Regions from separate parts of the Macaca mulatta genome. Here region 1 is linked to region 2. A link is a contact called in public Hi-C data. All regions are on one chromosome and are shown on one strand. Each heading gives the region's core, a stretch centred on a gene start, on an enhancer-like site or on the middle of the called end of the contact. The rest is flanking DNA. Distances are from core to core; before and after follow the strand shown.

Region 1 (3,252 bases), core at 179-2,678, 170 kb after region 2:
AGGTTGCAGTCAGCCAAGATCAGGCCTCTGCACTCCAGCCTGAGCAACAGAGTCAGATCTTGTATCAAAAAAACAAAAAATAGACTACTGAGCATCCTCACATTTTAGAAAATACTACAACTATTTGTCATAGTTTAGGATCCTGCGGCACAGCCTACAGACATCATAAGATAATCAGTTGCAAAACCAGACTTCCGCTTTTTGTGTCTACTCTCATCTTGCACCCAAACTGTGAGTCACTTCGATTGAGCTTCATAAACATAAAAACAAATCATTTACTAATAAATGTATCTACAGTCTCCATCTCTTAATTTGGTATTGTTTCCTGGACTTTTAAGACTTTTTGTCATAAATGTTTGTGGTTTTTCAGGTGGTTGAAGTGAATGGAGTCATTGTAAAACGCTTTCAATCAGCTGATGAATGCTTTATATAACATAAACCTACTTTATCATCCTCTCCTAAAGAAGAGAAGATTTAGCTAGAATTATTATTAACAGAAGATGTGGAGATATAGAAGAAACTAGAAAATATTTCACAATCAACACATCTTTCAGGCAGCCAATCATTTGTCACTCATATTGCTTTTTCAAACCCAGCATTACATGGAAGGAATAAATGGAACTCCAGTTTGGTTTTGCTTCTTCTTTTTTTTTTTTTTTTTTTCTGTTAAGGCAGATTTTAATTTTTTGTTGTTTACTTTTCATTGAATTTTGTCAGTTCTTGGTCAAATATATGTATGTGTGTGTTTTTTAAAGAGGTCATGCCTGTTTCTTTAATGAACTAGAAGTATATATTATAGAATGTTAGAATTGAAAGGGACCCCAAAGATGATCTAGTTCACCCTTCCCATTTGACAGTTGAGGAAACACCTTGTTTGGCATTTATTTACTTTAGGGAAAGTTGGGGCACTGCCAAAATTAACACTGCCTGCTTTGACTTTTCACTGCTTGACAGACAAACACTAGGTTGGGGGATATAGACAAACAGGGACTAAAACAAGCAACATTATGCCATCGGCCATCAATCTGGTTGTTGTGTTATTCTTCCCCAAAATAATTTCAAGTCAACTATAGACATAGACACTTGAATTGTATTAATTAATTTATTAAATAAAAATGGCTGATATTTTGCTTATTAAAAATCTGATTCTTTCTTTGGCACCTGGTTGGATAAGCAAGTCAAATGTTAACAACCTGAGTACAATAGTCTATTACAAAACAGTGAATCAGCGCCCTCTAGCACATTTCTGAGTCACTACTTTTTAAAAAAACCTTTACAACAATGTAACTGAAACTAAAACATTCTAAACATTGTGCTGGGCTTTTCATACTATCTCATTTTTAATTCTCATAAAGTTGTACAACATAACTTGAGACAGCTCTGTAAGTAGATAAAGATAATATGCAGTGTAGTGAGGGCTGCTTCGTGTGTGGGAAGAGAGCTGTGGGCAGAGAGCAGCTGACTCTACCCAGGGAAGCAATGATGAATGAGAAAAGGCCCTGAATCCCTGGGAGCTCCCAGCATAGTAGGAGAGACAGATCCCTGGAAAGGAACGTTGCAATAGGCATGTCAAGAACTATTGCACAGTTATTTCTTTTTAAATAGTATGAGAGAAAAAAAAAAAAAGAAAGAAAGAAATGCTAATTCTGGGGGTTTTGAAGATAACTTCAACAAAGAAGTTACGTCAGACTGAGTATTGAAAGAACAGAATAGTTTGCCAGGTGAAAAACAGAAATGCCATTCAAGAAAGTCAGAAAAAGAAGTGAGAAGGCATGGTATTGAGGAAGACTGTGATGTGTATGCACAGGAAATGTAAGGGGGTCCGTGGTGCTGGAAACCGGGGTGCATGGGATGAAGTGGGATGGAGATGTGTGGAACAAGCCTGGGACAAGCTTCTTTGCCAATGTAGGGATACGGAAGTTGTCCTCTGGACAACTGAAGTATTGGAGGTTTTCAACTGGAAAATAATGTCATTGGATTGCTTTCTTTCTCCTGCCATAAAAATTAAGAAGTATAATCCTTAATGAGGAAAAAATACTAAAACATTAAAACAGATATAGTGTATAAAGCATAATTATAAACACCTCTGTAACATATAACATTGTGAAAACCCTTCATCTCCTCCCCCGGTCATACATCATGAAAGCCCCAAAAATGATAACCACTGTCCTGATTCTTAATCACTTATTTTTTGTTCCTTAGTTTTTTCACTTATGTATACATACTCAGAAAAGATAGTCTATTTAGACTATTTCGGAACTTTTTATAAGTGAAATCATACCGAACATCTTCTTTGTGTTTAAGTTTTATTCCTCAACGTTTTGTTTTAAAGATACACCTTTGTTGATTGTTCCTGTAGCAATATTTATTTACATTGCTATGTAGTATTTTCTTGTTTGACTATTTCACAGTTTATCTTGTCTGCTGTTGTATAATTTTTCTTTGGTTTTTAAAATTAGTTCTTATGTTTATTTGATCAGTTTTTATGTTTACTAACAGTTCTTTTATACCAGCTTTTTAAAAATAGCAATTATGAACAATACGAGCTTTTGTACTCTGCATCCCGTTCACATGGTGCATAACAGTCTCTAGGGTATACTCAAATTCACTTTTAAAAATATTTTATTTTTCTATGAGCACTTTTAGGTTTATAGCAAAATTCAGAGAAGGGTATAGCGATTTCACACATACCTCCTGCTCCCACACATGCATATCCTCCCCCATTATCAACACACTCCACCAGAGTGATATGTTTGTTGCAACTGATAAACCTACATTGACACGTGATAATCACCCAAAGTCCACAGTTTATATTAGGGTTCAGTCTTATGTACATTCTACATGTTTGGACAGATGTGTAATGACCTTTGTCCACCATTAGAGTATCCAGATTAGTTTCATTGCCCTGAAAATCTTCTATGTTCTGCCTGCTGATTCCTCTTGCCCCACAACTCCTGGCAACCACTGATTATTTCACTGTCTTTAGAGTTTTGCCTTTTCCAGAATAGTTGTAATTATACAGTATGTAGCCTTTTCAGATTGGCTTCTTTCACTTAGTAATATGCATTTGTTTCTTTCATGTCTTTTTATGGCTTGATAGCTCATTTCTCTTTAGCATTGAATAATATTCCATTGTCTGGATATGTGATAGTTTATTTACCATTTATCCATTCACTTACTGATGGATATCTTGGTTGTTTCTAACTTTTGGCAATTATGAGTAAAGCTGCTATAAACATCCATTTGCAAGTT
Region 2 (2,997 bases), core at 469-2,968:
AAAGGCAGTACAATCTACAGTATCATTTGCTTGGCTTACAAGTAGCGTGAAGGATGACCTCGTAGCATGTGATATTCCAGAACAGCATGAAGGTCATATGGAAGTGGAGACGCATACCCACCACCGTCTCAATCTTGAGGTTGAGAGAACTGAATATCCAAAGGAAAGAGGGTGCAGAAAAGTCAGCAAAAACAAAACACAGTAGAAGACATACCCATTGCTGATGCCCAAGCACAAGTCCAGCAGAAGGTGGTAGGAGACCTTGTGCAGGAGTATTCCCAAGGGCAAATGTTAACCAGACTGGAACCCAAAGGGCCTCGGGATCTCTACTGGCTCCCTTAGTGGGCGACGTCTGGCTCTACGGACTCCTTCACGCAACAGGTAGTATTGCAGTGGATTTGGCCACAGATCCTCTTTAATAATCTCAGCAATTTTGTCGGACTCTGGAAGGCTGTGGTCTGAAAACCAGGTGAAGAAGCTGCAGATGAGGTCTTGGTTTCTGCGAATGAAGGACTGGGGTTCATGCCCCCTGCGCCATATAATTGGAGTAGAAAGAGACACCACCCGGCCGGAGGATCTTACCTCATATTCCTTGACAATCAGCTTGTTTCTGAAGTAGGGGTTTCTTCTAAAGAAGAACTTGAACTTGCAGCCGGTTCTAGGGTGTCTGAGTTCCTTCACCTCTAAATTGGTTATGTACCTTAACATCTCTGCATCTTGGCCCCTAATCATGGCGGACAACTGGGGATGGTTTCGAAAAGCCGTCATCCAGAAGCCCGGGATATTCTGAATGATGTAGTTCCTCCGCTCCAGGTAGTGTCGACGCATCCGCCCAAACTTGTGCTCCAGCTGTTGGAAGGCCCTGTCGGCCTGAGCATTCACAGTGTCCAGTTCCAGCTGGATGGCCTCCAGAGGGTCCATGCGGAGAGCCTCATGCAGAGGCCAGGGCCCTTCCTCCTCCCTCGCCTCCTCCTCCACTCTATCTTCCTCCGCCACTTCTATTTCTTCACCTTCCGGCAGCTGCTCCTCTACCTCCATCTGCTCCTCCACTACCTCCTTCTCCGCCAGGCCTTCCTTCACCACCACCTCAGCGCTCTCCCCCTCAGCCACGGCTGCTGAGACAGTGGCGCACTTTCCTGTCTTCACCTCCTCGGTGTCGTTCTCGGCCCCCGCCCCCGCCGGCAGCTCAGACGCGGATCTCTCGGCGCCATAGATTTCTAGGGCCTTCTCTCCACCCTGAACGCCCTTTTTCAAGCTGCGGTCCACTGCCACCACCACCACAGAAGCGGCTGCCAGGCCCTCAGCGGGAGGCTGGCCCTCTTCCTGCCCGGCTTTGATCGCCACATGACCGCGACCCCCAATAACTCGGATCTGGGGAGTACTGCCACGGCCCGCGGGATCCTGAGGTACGCCCCCCTCCTCTGAAGGCTGTGGAGGCGGGAGCGCGATGGTCTCCGAGCCTCCCTCACCCGGCTCCGCCATCACCTGTGTCGTCTCGCTTTGGTCGCGGAGCTTCAGGCACTGGTGTGCGTCCGGGTCGCTCGGGACGTGGTCAGAAATAATGATGCTGTGGGTTTGGAGGGGAGGGGTCCTCTCGACCCCATCCACGCCGCTCATGTTGGTAACAGTCGGACCAACCGCAGGTGAACGCCCGTTTTCCTCAGAGAAGCCGAGCTCGGAGCTAACCGCCGCTCGCACCGCCCACCCGCCAGTCTCACTAACATCTCCGCGGCGGTGTCGTCAGGGATGCAGATCTCACGGTATCGCGAGAACTTGCTGAGCCCGGGATTGGTTCCGCCGCTCCCTGCCAGCCAACCGGATTCTCTGGGCTTTACTTCTGTGAATTTACCCATAGCAACAGTAATTTTAACTACGTAAATGTATGTAGATTGTGCTGAGTCTGAAAGCACTGACGACCCACCTTGAGATGCATCTGGAGACTTCTCCCAGCATGTAGGAGCGGTTGTAAAATCACAGCCGTAACAGTGCCTGCTCTCCAGTGTCTGAAAACAAGTGTTTTTCTGGTCTTCACTTTTTTGAGGCTATTAATCTTAAAAAGAAGTATTTTGCTCCTGGTTACGTGGAGTAACTAATGTTTCCCCCCTTCTAAGTAAAAGTGACATAAAAATGTCAAGTCTAGCCTCTACGATTACTGGGGGAAAAAAAGCTACTCAGCTTCCTTACCACTAAAGCGATGCTTATTATTCATTGCTAATTTTTTATGTATGGTCTGCATCAAATAAGAGTTTGTGCTGCATAATATCTGTAGGAATTAAGCCAGGATCAGTTTGCTAAATGTTGTTTCATGCCTCCTCACTGCAAGAAAGAGGAAATAATAACTATTTCCAGCCCCATGAACTTAATTTGTTATCATATTTAGTTATGTAAGATAGGAATGTTTGGCTCTAATGAAGCATTTGTCTTTAGCAATCAGCTAAGAGTTCATTAGAGGGGAATGTTAATGTCTCTGGTTGAAGTGTTCCAGTTTTTTGACTTGTGAGTTAAACTGCTGCTATCTTAGAGAGTTACAAGGCCTCAGAGAAATATCAGTAGGGGGAGCAACATACCACCATTTTGTGAGGAAAGGCTAGTTAAAATGGACAACAAAGATGGCCTTGAAGTAGAAAACAAACTTGCAAAGGGCAACATGCAGCTGGTTGACTCAAGGCATAAAAGAGGCAAACCTTATTTTCTACTTAATTTGCTTCGTGTGGTAGTAAGCTGATGGCCCTCAGAGATGTACTAGTCTTAGTTATGTGGCTAAAGGGACTTTGCAGATATGATTAAGTTAAAGGTTTGGAGATGAGAAGATGATTCTGGATTATACAGATGGGCCCTATGGAATTACATTTCTTATAAGAAGGAGGTAGGAGGGTCAGAGAAGATGAGAGGACGAAAGCACAGAGAGAGGGAAAGAATGGTGGAGAATAGGAGGGGGAGGGAGGAAAGGGAAATCGCTATGTTGCAGGCTTTGAAGATGGAGGAAGGAGCCAGGAT

What was found. Hi-C and Micro-C count contacts between places; a contact is called where the count stands out from the background.
Region 1: a Hi-C map of blood shows a contact between it and region 2, with 7 times the contacts expected there. The contact joins the enhancer-like site here to the promoter of TSPYL1 in region 2. A contact is called at or near these places in 4 of 14 Hi-C or Micro-C datasets (CD4 T cells, blood, fetal cortex germinal zone and 1 more).

What each region holds. Positions count from the first base shown.
Region 1 is chr4:21,492,938-21,496,189 of T2T-MMU8v2.0, forward strand. No RefSeq gene overlaps it. Among named protein-coding and RNA genes, the nearest start is that of CALHM6, 12 kb to the right of the region's middle. Within about 2 kb of position 1,429, at least 10 of the 40 cell types and tissues checked have an H3K27ac peak or open chromatin away from gene starts, as enhancers often do. A contact at or near this core is called in CD4 T cells and blood, where this site is marked.
Region 2 is chr4:21,323,917-21,326,913 of T2T-MMU8v2.0, forward strand. TSPYL1 (TSPY like 1) reads right to left here and starts at 1,719. Exons shown (of 2, transcript XM_077999307.1): 1 at 583-1,719. The coding sequence starts at 1,617.